2 separate regions of the Mus musculus genome follow, and region 2 is linked to region 1. Evidence: chromatin contacts called from public ChIA-PET data. All regions are on one chromosome and are shown on one strand. Each heading gives the region's core, a stretch centred on a gene start, on an enhancer-like site or on the middle of the called end of the contact. The rest is flanking DNA. Distances are from core to core; before and after follow the strand shown.

The links. ChIA-PET counts read pairs in DNA pulled down with a chosen protein or histone mark.
Region 2: a contact with region 1 is called in an SMC1A ChIA-PET map of the G1E-ER4 cell line, with 5 read pairs. The contact joins two enhancer-like sites. A contact is called at or near these places in 1 of 15 datasets of contacts at CTCF or cohesin (the G1E-ER4 cell line), 4 of 484 Hi-C or Micro-C datasets (B cells, the CH12 cell line, bone marrow-derived macrophages and 1 more) and 4 of 115 datasets of contacts at active chromatin or transcription factors (acute myeloid leukemia, bone marrow-derived macrophages, fetal liver and 1 more).

The regions. Positions count from the first base shown.
Region 1 is chr6:38,759,248-38,765,816 of GRCm38.p6, reverse strand. All of the region lies in intron 2 of Hipk2 (homeodomain interacting protein kinase 2), which reads left to right. All of the region lies in intron 2 of 4930502C15Rik (a long non-coding RNA gene), which reads right to left. Among named protein-coding and RNA genes, the nearest start is that of 4930502C15Rik, 25 kb to the right of the region's middle. Within about 2 kb of position 2,841, at least 13 of the 459 cell types and tissues checked have an H3K27ac peak or open chromatin away from gene starts, as enhancers often do. A contact at or near this core is called in the G1E-ER4 cell line, where this site is marked.
Region 2 is chr6:38,889,738-38,896,140 of GRCm38.p6, reverse strand. It overlaps a transcript of Tbxas1 not described here. Among named protein-coding and RNA genes, the nearest start is that of Hipk2, 17 kb to the right of the region's middle. Within about 2 kb of position 3,685, at least 19 of the 459 cell types and tissues checked have an H3K27ac peak or open chromatin away from gene starts, as enhancers often do. A contact at or near this core is called in the G1E-ER4 cell line, where this site is marked.

The DNA of each region.
Region 1 (6,569 bases), core at 1,592-4,091:
CTACATAGGCACTGCTCCTGCAAAAAAAATCCCAGAGGTGCAGCAGGTGTATTCCCTACCCCTACCTCCCTACCCCTACCACCCTTAGAAAGAGAAACAAACTTCCCTTGTCCCATGTGTAATGTGTCATAAAACAGATCTCATCGGACAGAGCAGGCAATCTCGGGCTGGTTCTGAAGCACTGAAGATCGTGTCCTTGGTCACTTGTCATCTGGGCTTTTCAGTGGCCTGTCTTTACAAAGAGGCCACTCACTGCTTCTGTAGTCTGCTGGTCAGACTGCTCTGTGTGCTGGTACAGGAGGCTTGCGCTTGCTCTGCCTCATCAAGTCTCCGTGGTACAGCTTTAGGAAGCCTCAGCTCTGTGTTTTCCAGCAGTGCTTACTCCTTCCTGCTTGGAGAAGATGCCCTGGGGCCTTTTTTCCTAAGTGTGGAAACAAATAGAAGCTGTTGTCCACCCAGGACTGTGGTGCTAATAACCAAGATAGTTTCCACCCTGGTATCACTTGCCTTTGCACTGCCCTGGCCCCCACGCCCTTCCTTGTCCTCTTAAACATTCTTTTTGTTTCCCCACCTCTACCTTTGCTTAGGCTACTTTCTCACCAGCAGCTCTGTTCTCTTTCAGCACTGAAGTCTGCCTACCTAATCCTGACCCCTTAAGTTCTGTGTTCTCTCTAGTCAGTGGCAGCATTCCCTGGTGGCCTCTGGAGTGTAAGCACCACAGGAACAAAGACTTTCTTGTGGATGCCCAAATACTAAGTGCCTAGTGCCTAGTGGATGTTTGGTAATTGCTTATTGAGTGGAAAAAGAGATCACTCCTTCTGGCCTTCCTCCATGTATCACTTGCTATGTGCACTCCAATTGCAAAAATCCATGAAAACAGAAACCATTGCTTAGTACCACCTCTAACAGAGAGTCTCAAATGTACTGGAAGCTCAGTAGATATGGGCAGTTGAGGTTACCACAATGCTCACTGTGCTTAGGGGAACAGGGTAACTCATTCTGTCCTTGCTCCCACTCTTATAGAAAACTACCCTTGAGTGACTTGTAAGCAACCCAAGGTCTTCTCTTTTCTTTTCCCCGTTGAGCTCTCGGCCACTTGGACATGGTTTTCTTAAGAGCATGATATATATGTTAGCCACATTCTCCTTCCAGAGTTTTGTAAAAGCTACAGAGGATTGTTCACATCAGTTATCCAGTGGCTGGCTAGTTAATTCCCGAGTAAGCTACTCTAAGAACTGATTATAATTCTTTATCAAATACATAACTGGGAGAAGGCCAGAAAAGAATTATTCTGTCTTGTAGGAGGGAAGAATCCAGCAGATAGTCACAGAGCTGTGGCACCAGAGCCTTTCTTTCTTCTGTTATTGTAAATTATTGTTGTAGTAGAAAGCCAGATTGTCGCAAGATGGAACATCATACTTCCTCTCAGCAGAGGCCTTACATAAGAAAACCTTCATGAATAAACGTTGCTATTAAAATGCATGCTACTTAATGTAAAGTGCAGTAGTTGTTTTACATACTTTCTAAATTTTAAATGGCCTCTTGCCTCTGGGCAGCTTTTTGTCTAGTCAAAGAAAAATAATTTTGAAAGTACAGGGCATGGTGGCACATATCTAATCCCAGAACTCATGAGGCTAAAGCAAGAAGATCAAGAATTTAAAGACTGCCTGAAGTATATAGCAGAGTTCTAGGTCAGCCTAGCTACAGGGGTGGAGGGGAGGGGAGATAGCAGCTATGGGGTGCAGGTGGGGGGTAGCAAAGAAAACTAATTTTGTAACTCTCTAAAGTGCCAATCAAAAATAAAAACTTTTATTTTTAGACATTTTACTTGTCTCCCTACATCTAGTCTCTCTCCTATCCATCTGAGAATTCAAGTGCCAGTAGAGCCAGATGGTGCCGCTGTAAGCTGATGCAGCTACAGCAAGTGGCACACAGGGGTCTATGAAAGGGCAGCACCACCATCCTCAGATCATCATTGCTGTCAATAAATATGGGCCCTAGAATTGCCTGAGCTTTTAATTTTCATGAGAAGCTGGAAGTCCCTACCCTTAGGTAGTACCACCTGAGTTCTCAATGCTAAAAAGTTTAGATTCTTTACTCTGAGCACTCAGGAGGCAGAGGCAGGCAGATCTCTGTGAGTTCAAGGTAGCCTGCTCTACAGGTAAGTTCTAGACAAGCCAGGGCTGTACAGAGAAACACTATCTAAAAAAATAAAATAAGTCGAATTAAATCTTGAATATGGTCAAAATATGTACATGTATGGAAATGCCACAATGAAACCCATTATTATATGTAACTAGTATATGCTAATACTTTTCTCATTAAAAAATATAAATAGTTTAAGTTTTATGCAGGTCAATTTGTTAATATCTCTGTTGGCTCCTTCCTGTAGGATAGCAAGTTGCAGCCTTCTTCCTACAAGTTTGGTCCTGCCAGCTTTAAAGTGTTTGGAAAGCCTCTAGCATCATTGTTCTCCTTAGGAGAAGATATTTAAGTAAGTCCAGTCAGAATAGGGACTGAGTGGAGCACAGCACATGTGTCCAGGCTGTTCCATTGAAGCTGACCAGAGAGTAATCTAGAGTTGCTTTTGTACAGGGTCTGCTCTCCTAGGAGCATAGCATTCCTTCACATGGACATGAGCCATAACTGTGGGACAAATTGCCTTAAAACTTAGTGGCTTGTGCACTAAGTGGTTATCATCTCAGTTTCTGGGGGTCAGTAACTTGAGAGCAACTTGGCTCAGATAGTCCTGGCCCAGTCTTGGGAGACTGTACTCACTGAGCCCTTAGCTAGGGCTATAAACACTTGACACTTGCGGGAGTCTAAGGAGGCTCACTCTTGTGACTGGCAAGCTGGCGCTGCCTGCTAGCAGGCACTCATTATCCTCTCAATATGGCCACTGCTTGCTCCAATAGCAGGTGATTCAAAACTCAACAGGCTAGAAGCCAGTGCCTTTTTACGACTAATCTCACAAGTCACACATCATTATTTCTGTGATATCTTATCGATTCCACACATTTACCCCACTTGATATAATGGAACACCAGATAAGGGGATGTAGACTATCACAGGCCATCTCAGAGGCTGCCTGTCACCACTGTGTTCCCAGAAGTCCCTCCGTAAAACCTTTATAAACACAATCCAACACTAAAAGGGGTTTTCCAAAGAGACCTAAGAGAATAACACACACATCACAGTGATTTGTGTTTCATTTACTAACGTTTCTGGGACCACCCGCTGATGTTAAATCCCCTGAATGTATAGCTCATTCCCACAAATGCCTTCTCTGGAACATTCTAAAGTACTTTTTTTTTTTTAAATTAAAATCCTGCTCATACCATCACTTAGAGCACTGGTTCTCAACCTTCCTAATGCTGTGACCCTTTAATATAGTTCTTCATGTTGTAGTAACCCAAACCATAAAATTATTTTGTTGCTACTTTCAAAACTGTAATTTTGCTACGGTTATGAATTATAATATAAATATTTGATGTGCAAGTCCTGTGGAATGGTGATTTGGCCATCAAAAGGTCTCGACCCACAGGTTGAGAACCACTGCTTTAGCGTGACAGCTTGGGGTCTACCCTCTGCTCCCAGATGGAGTGCTAATTAGCTCACCCCTGTCTGTTCTATGGGGGTGTTCCTCGACTATTCTTTGTTAGCGTGCAGCCAGCAGAGCAAGCGGAACGACCAGTTTGGGAGCTGTAATCCAAAGTCTCCTACACAAAGCTTCAGTGCCATCTTATGTGAGTTAGATGAAGGAGTAGGGTTCCCCCAGGGTCTGCCATGGCATCCATTTCTGGTACTCCCTTTCTGATCCACCCACCAACTCAAAGAACATGGCAAGTGGGTGTTGCTGATGCTCTCAAACACCTACACCTCAGGCCCCATGCTGCTATAGCCTCTTTCAAGACCACCTTTTGTATCCTTAAACAAGGTTTGGCTTGAACGAAACTGTTAAGGGGAAGAAAAGGTATCCCAATATGGTTTCCCCCAGGAAAACCCACAACTGATACCTAGTTCTTGTTTGTTCAATAAACAAAACCAAAAGTTGATGATTGAAGGTCACCATTAGCAACATGTATGGATTCTGTAACATTTGTATATGTAACTGAGAGGGAACATTGTATGGGCCCACCCTGGCAGTGGCCACCAAGTCCCAGTGTTAGTAAATGGAAATGAAATATATAATTAAGGAGGCCATGGTGGCGAGCATTCTGTAGCGGAGATGGGGATGGGGTGGGGGGTGGTATAATTATAGAATTGAAATCTGAGACTGCAGTGTGTAAGGGACCGTTCTAGGGGAGAGGCTGTGTGATAGATGGTCTGCATTGTTCTCCTTCTGACCTTCTCCTGAACTTCCCTTTAGAAGAACAGAGGAAATACAATTCTGCCATTTCCCACATTGTTTCTGAGTAATACTTTAAGATGCCCACCCTTAGCATTTTTTATCTTCCACTGGGGTTTACTTTCTCTCCAATGCTTTGCTGTTTCCCATAGAAAAATCTAATCACTAATGATTCTGTCCTTGTGTTAATGCACAATACTGAGGCTACACAAATATTTGCCCATATTGAACACAATGCCTACAGGGAAAGGAAAACTCCCAGTGTCATCCATTCACTCTGCCAAGCAGAACAGTCAGGGAATAGCATACAGTGATGATGCCAAACCCAGGAGGAGGGGGCAGCCCCAAACCTGGAACCAAACAATAGGGTCTTTTGAAGCAGATGAGAAGGAGCGATGGGGACTTAGATCAGAGACAGTGCTACAAGCCTGGAGGATAGTGACCAGTGTGAGGACTGTGCCCAAAGGAAGAGATCGATCGTAAGGGCTCCAAAGCTCACCACAGAAACCCTTTCTACCTATAGTACAAATGGACTTAGGAACAGGAAACTCTCCAAGGCCAAAAATGGGTTCTCACAACGACTTGAAACTCTTATCTTTAAAAAATGAGGGATATTTAAGACCCCATTTTCCTCAATCTGTACTTGCATAAAATATTCTTAGAGTAATATGGAGGCCATCTGGAGCCAAACCCTCTTTTCCCCTAGAGAGGGGCTTGTTAACTTCTCTCACAGCTAAATTTGCATATGTTCTAACCTTTGGCTTATGGCTTTGTAAAAATTGTAAGATGGCTACTGGCATGGTGGGAGGACATTGGGCACACACACCCATTGAGCAAACTGTAAATCAACCCATTTTCTGTTTCCTACTTTCTTCAGAGTCCAGGGAAACTTAATGTGTCTGAGTGCCTCCTAACAGCGCTGGTCCTGAGTTGGGTTTCTGTTGCTTGACATGATGATCTCCAGTTCCGTCCATTTTCCTACAGTGACATAATTTCATTGCTTCCGACTGAGTAAACATCCATTGTGTATGTGCACCAGGGCTTCTTCATGCGTGTGTTTGCTGAGAGAGCACTTAGGTTAATCAACCACGAACACTTCTGTGGGATTTTTATCCAAGCCAAATTTCTAACAAGGCAAGGTTTTACTTAGCTTCAGAATCAACTCTCAGTCGAATCCTTGGAGGATTAGGGGGTTGTTATTTTTCTTTCTCTTTTTGTCAGTTGTTGAGGCTAAATGAAAAAGAACTACACAGTCCTGGGTTAGAGCTTTTCAACTGCAGCCTCTGAGTTTGGCTCCTTTTGTCAGTTGGTACTAAGTACCTGCTGTGCACAGTGCTAATCCCAGCAGAACATTGCCAGGACTTCCTTAGGAAACCAGTGTGGGTTCTGTCTCCCTCAGGAATTTCTGGTCTCTTGGGAGTCCAAAACAGGCCTGAATACATGCATGCAGACACTTCCTTCTATTCTCAGGAGACAGGTGACAGGCCACCACTTGCTGGTGCAGATGCTATTGCAAACTCTTATTCTTTGGTAGCAAGAAAACTGAGTTCCTCATACTAGGATTTTGGCCATTCCTTCAAATCTATCAAATTGCCTGGAAAAGTAGTTAGGTGATCCTTTTTAATCTTCCATTTAGTCTTCTCCCTCTGTCTTTGTTACTGTTTCTTCATCTTTAGATGTGTATGTGTGGTGTGCACACATGTTCACATATGTTCTTTCTTCCTACCACCCCATCAGTTTATGCATATGTTTTTAACTGTACAAATTCCCTTGGTCAGATTTTTGCTAAAAGCAGGATTTTTGTTTGTTTGTTTCTCCTGAAATTTCCCTCATTGAAATGCCCATTATCACTCCCTCTCCCTTCTGTCCTCAAAAATAATCAGAATGTGCATTCTCACTCCATCCTCTCATAATCACTTTAGTGTGATAGAACAATTTCTAGGTTTTTATGGTAGGAGAGAGGTGCTGACCTGAACCATCACCATCACAACCATCACGTGAGCAAAGTCAAGCGGTTCTGTTCACACCTCCCACTTCCTGTGTGTAAGGCTCTGCGGGGTGCTGCAAGGTGCACTGACACCAGGATGTGGAGCCTGTGGCCCCAAGGTGCTTCCAGTCTAGGTGCAGAGCTGACTAGCTAACCCTACCAGTGAAAGTGGGTACAGTTCTAATGTGAGTGGGAGGACAGAGGAAAGCACATCCCCTTGGTGAGGGGATTGTC
Region 2 (6,403 bases), core at 2,436-4,935, 130 kb before region 1:
TGACTACAAATACTCATCTCATTCTAGGTAATATGGCTTGTCCTCAAAGTATCTATTAAGGGCCGGGTGATAGTAGCCCATGTCTTTAGTCCCAACACTTGAGAGGCAGAGGCAGAGAGGTAGAGGCAGAGAGGCAGAGGCAGAGAGAGGGGAAGGCAGAGGCAGAAAGAGGGGAAGGCGGAGGCAGAAATCTCTGTGAATTTGAGACCGGTGTGGTCTACAATGAGAGTTCCAGGAAAGCCAGGGCTTCATAGAGACCTTGTCTCAAAAACAAGAACAAAAGCAAAAGTAAAAAAAACCCTCCCTCCAAAAACCAGCCAAGCAAAACAACCAAAAACCTAACAACAATGACAAAAAGAATATAAAAACGAAGTTTGGGGCTGGGGATATAGCTCAGTTAGGAGAGTGCTTGCCCAGTATGCATAAAGTCCTGGGTTCGATCCCTTGTACTGCATAGTTTAAACATAGAGGAACATGACTGTAATCTGTAAATAATTACATGATTACAACTAGTAAGTAAAGCCAGAAGTGTTAGAAGTTTGAAGTCACCCTCAGATCCATATAGTTAAGTTCAAGTCTTAGAGAAAATGTGGGGCTGGGGCTAAGTCCCCATTAGTGAAGGGCTTGTTGGGTGAGCCTGCAGACCTAAGTTTGATTCCGGGCACCCGCATGACTGAGGGAGACATCTGGCATTGACCTCTCACCTCCACACAGCCACACCCACGTACACTCAGATCCCAGTCCTCCTGATAGAAAGATTCCACAATTTTATTATCATGGAATTTCTTCCTATTAAAATGTGTGTGCTAAATGCTGAGGTTTTCTTTAACATCAGAATTTGGAAGGACCTGCAGCATGAGAATGTATCTTTCTATATTTTCTGCCCTTATTCAGTTGGTTGATTTTAAACCCCTAGATATTGTATCAACACTATACTAAGTAGCAAATTTAAGTGTGTACAAATAGTAGCCACAATCTATAGAAATGCAGGTTGCATGAAGACATAACATATTTTAGTTTGGGGTTGTCTTGCTTTGTTTTGGAACAGGGCCAACTCTGACCTATAAAAGCTGCTTCTTCTTCTTCTTCTTCTTCTTCTTCTTCTTCTTCTTCTTCTTCTTCTTCTTCTTCTTCTTCCTCCTCCTCCTCCTCCTCCTCCTCCTCCTCCTCCTCCTCCTCCTCCTTCTTTTTCTTCTTCTTCTTCTTCTTCTTCTGAGTATGAATGAGCCTTGTTCTGCCTAGGACTCGCCATGGTTACTCACAGTAATTTTCTTGCTTCCATCTTTTAACTGCTGGGATTATAAGCGTGGGCCAATACAACAGGTTCAAATAGGACATCTTTATCCCTGAGTTCATTGGGGGTTTCAGTCAAAATCTTCAGATTAGTAGCAGACTTTTTTTTTCAGGAAAATGAGCAGAAAACACAAATAATTCTCATACAGCTCTTTGTGTCCCTCTCCCCGACCTCATGCAGATTTTTACCCTGCCATTAACATCTTGTATTAATGTGGTACATTTGTTACAACTGATGAACCAATACTGACAGTGTACTACTCCATTGTTTACATTAGGGCTCATTCTTCCTGTTACATGTTTGTTCTGGAGTTTTGACGAATGTACAGTGATGGATCTATTACAGTAAACAAGAAGAACAGTTTTATTGGGCTAAAAGTCCTCTGTGTCCCACCTCTTTGTCCCTCTCTCGTCCCCAGGCATCCTTGACAATTGAGGACTAGTCTGGTGTTTCTATATCCTTGGCTGTCTTCAAACATCCCAGCTAGGAGGATCCAGTAGCATGGCTTTTCACAATGGCTTCTTTCTCTTGGTTGCAGCACTCATGGGTGGTCTCCTTCTGTGACTAGCTTGCTATTTCACTTGTTTTTGTCCCTGGATGCTATAAGATGGTTTGGATAAATCGTTATTCCTTTGTACAGTTATTTTTAAACCACTACCTTTGTCTAGTCTGTGATCTGCCATCATAGAACTTTGGGCATCTTCTATCTCTCATTTTTTTCCTTTAGATTTTTTAAAAAATGTATTATGTATACAGGCTTCTGCAGGCATGTATGCCTTCAGGCCAGAGGAGGGTACCAGATCTGATTATAGATGGTTATGAGCCACCATGTTGTTGCTGGGAATTGAACTCAGGACCCCTGGAAGAGCAGCCAGTGCTCTTAACCTCTGAGCCATCTCTCCAGCCCTCATCACCTCACTTTTTGAGAAAAAGTCTCTTACTGAACTGGACCTTTTGGCTAGACTGGCTGGCTAAAGCTCTTGAGACACGCTTATTTCTGCCCAGCCACTCCCACCCTAATGCTAGAGTTACAGGAACTTGTGACCAGTGCCCACTTTTCTGTGGAATTTACCCTCTGGTGCTCTTACTCTCACAAGACTCCTACCCTCTGACCCATCTCCGCAGACTGTTTATTTATTTTATTGAAACAGGGTCTCATGTAGCCTAGACTAGCCTCAAATTAACTACGTAGCTGAGGGTGGCTTTGAACTCTTGACTCTTCTGTCTCCACTTTCCAAGTGCTAGAATTAGAGATAGGGATCACTATATCTGTTTGTTTGCTTATTTTTTATTAACAAGGAACCCAACACAGATTCTGGGCCACATTCCATAAGAACTGGATTAATAGCCAGAGTCTTTAACCTCCTAGACTTGAAGAGGAAACACAGAAAAGTAAATGGCCAGGAGCAAAAAGGCTGTGGCTGAAGCCCGTAACTCTTTGACCTCCTAGGGGTTGGCTTTTGGAAGAATCTCTGCGTATTGGTCATGGGGAGGATCCAGGTCTCAGCCCTGTGGTCTAGGGGATTCTATTCTCTGACTTATCAAGAGTTATCAGGATCTAACAAGTTCATTCCAACCAAGTTATAGATTCACATTGATTATTTCCTTCCTCAAAATCAGAGTGTCTATATAGTAACAATATACAGAAAGAGAGAGAGAGAGAGAGAGAGAGAGAGAGAGAGAGAGAGAGAGAGAGAGAGATTGATTCTAGGGCCCAGATATTTAGGTGTAGAATACTTAGTAACCTTTGATATACCAGCTGCTACCATAGTAAATATTGAAGGATTAACTTGCTGTATGTGGAATCAGAGTCTGTGTACTATATCCTGATTCATTCAGGTACCCTGTTCCAACTTGAGAAAAAATTATCTTCCTAGTGGAACACATGTTAGGGTGTATACACACACACACACACACACACACACACACACACACACACACACACAAAGAGCTACATTGTTTCTTCCTTACTTCTGTTTGCTACATTTCACAGGGCCCAACACCTGCTTACATGAGCCATTATAAAATGTTTCTTTGTTTTGATATTTTTAAATCAAGTATTTTGGTTTCTTTTTAATTTGTTTTGTGTGTGTGTGTGTGTGTGTGTTGTGTGTGTGTTTGAGACAGAATACTCCCTATGTAGTCCCAGCTAGCCTGGAACTTCATATGTACATCAGGCTGTCTTCAAACTTACAGAGATTCACCTGCCTTTTGAGTGTGGGGATGAAAGTAGCCCTTCACTATAACCCATTTATAATCACACATATTAAAAAGGCCAAAGTAAGTATGAGTAAGTAGAAGTGAAACAAAAGCCAGAACTCAAAGATGTACAAAGAAAGGTTCCAAGTGTCACATCTCTGCCGACATCTCCACCCTGCCTGTAAATGGCTCGATAGTCAGAGTGTGGGGTGTCAGTCTCCTCAGCTTTCCACAGGGCTTGTGGGAAGACACAAAACACCACTGGGAAGTCTCACATTTCTTTTATAAATATCATATGATACATATTACTGTGAAACTTACTTCATCACTAATATATCATGGACACTTCCCCTTGGTCAACAGAGATAGTGCAAACTCCTTATTTTTAGAAGCCATATCATATTTGATCATTCCTCAGCCGCCTTTGTGGTTAGATGGAGTCACAGCACTGAGTGTTGCCCAAGTAGTGTGGACAGAAGATAGGACACCACTCCTAGACCTGGCCCACGGATTCTACCCATGGAAGGGGGTTCTTTTTTTTCTCCTGTCTGCCAGCTGGAAATGATGCACTGTAAGACTCACCTACATGGGTCTACTGTAGAAACCAGAAACTTCCTTGTGCTTGATGTTTGTATAATCCAGATCATATGTCAGTCAACGGTGTAGTAGCCTCTCACACAATCTCAAAGGATCCATTAATTCATATAAATGTAATCTGGAGTGCAGCTACTTCTCTATGAGATTAAATACATAAGCACAAGAAAGAAGAGTGGCCTGACATTCAGACATCTTACTCATTACACTAGAACATAGTTTAGTCAAAGTGAACTCTAATTTCCTTTGCTCAAGAGTTGAGGGCCCATTTTCTCTGTGAGTGCCACTTCGTGTTCTTTCTTCCTGTTGTTCTCATAAGAGTACAAACTTTCTAAACAATTATTCCAGTTTTGAGGGCTTTTTATTTGTTTGTAGGTTGTGTTGGGTTTTTCCTCCTTTTGATTTTGAGACAGATTCTCACTCTATATAGGCTGGTTTGTAACTCAGCCTATATGTGTAATTCAGAGGGCCTTGAAGTCATGACTCCTGTCTCAGCTTCCTGGATTCTAGCATTAGACATGAGACCTGGCTTGTTGCTTATTGCTTGTTTCTTTTGCTTTTGCCTTAAAGGTGTGGTGAAGGACAAATGAAAAGATGTTGGAGAAGTGAAAGGGAAGGAGCAGGACTTCAAAAACCATCTCTGTGGTGTGGATGCTTCTGTCTTAAACCTAAACGAGCCTCGTTCCCCCTCCATGTGTTTCAAACTAAAGCTCCATCAGCTTCATGGCCGAGACAAACCCAAGATCCTGATGAAACGATGTGGGGTAGAATTGTGGTCACGAGTTTGAGGGGCAAAAGGGAACAGTCACAGAGAGGTGTACGTGGTGGAAATACAGAAGCACAAAGAGACATTAGCATTTGTCCATGGGCCCACCCAACAGAGCTGCTCAGATCCACTGCCACCATTAGGATCAGTAAGACTTGATGGAGAAACAGACCCAGCCCTAAAGATGTTCTAAGGAAAAACACAATTTAGGATACAAACACTTGAGGATGTACAAAAGAGACCATCAAATCATACCCACTGGGCCATGTACTTCCTTGGTTCATCAAGCACATGGGAACTATAGGCATTTTTGTGATTTCTCAAACTATTACAAAAGCCCTGAAGGTAGAGTGTTCATAGCCCCCTCCTCAGAGACGAACTTACTACCATTAGTTTACTACATAGACATAGTATCAAACTGCCATCTAAATCCATATCTCTAAAGCCATAGATTAGCACTGCCCTCAGACCTCATCAGAGAAGTCTCTCTCTCTCTCTCTCTCTCTCTCTCTCTCTCAATTCTATTTATATGAATATACTGTAGCTGTCTTCGGACACACACCAGAAGAGTGAATCGGATCCCATTACAGATGGCTGTGAGCCACCATGTGGATGCTGGGAATTGAACTCAGGACCTCTGGAAGAGCAGTCAGTGCTCTTAACCACTGAGCCATCATCTCTCCAGCCCAAGAAGTTTCTTTGTGCTGCTGATGGCAATTAACACAGTAACGCACCACTGATCCAAGTACAGAGAATAAGTGTCAGTGGTGCTCAGCAGCAAACAGAACATCTTTATGACCACTAACAACCATTAAGGCTCAAGGACTGTTACAGAGGAGGAAGGTGGAAGGGCTGTAAGAACCACAAAGTAAGGGGGACCAGAGCTAAACAGGATCTTGAGATATAATAGGGCCACTCATAGCAGCTGCACAGGACAGAGACAGTTAACATTCTAGCATGAGGGAGGGGGACTAACAAGGTCCAATCCCTAACTATTGAACTGGTGATTTCTGGGTAAGTTGGGAGTGGTTGCTGTTTTGTTTTGTTTTGTTTTGTTTTGTTTTGTTTTTCTTCTTCTTTTTTTAAGGCTATGGCCCGTGACAGATTGAGCATCCTCCAGCGGATGGCCCTGTATCCGTGAGCATATGGGTAGTACAAATAGGATTTGGTGGGGAGGGAAGCAGAGTTGGGAGTGGTCAGGGAGGTGGAATGGATGTGGGAGAAGTTAGGGTAAATGTGATCAAAATACATTGTATAAATTTCTCAAAGGATTAAAAAATCATTGGTTTTGTTTTGTTTGTTTGTTTGTTTGTTTAAAGAAAGGACAAAGGCGAATGCCTAATGGGGTGCTGAGGCAGGAAAGAATGACACATGATCACATCAGGACCCTTGATGAGCAAATCAACGGTTGTCACATACACAGAAGCAGAGAAGGGAAGTCAGACATCTCTTTTGATGATAGTTTATAACATGACTTCTTACTCAGACTTAAAACATTAAAGTTTCTCCAACCATTCCTTCCCAGTTTGGTGTCTCTCTAAACTTGTATT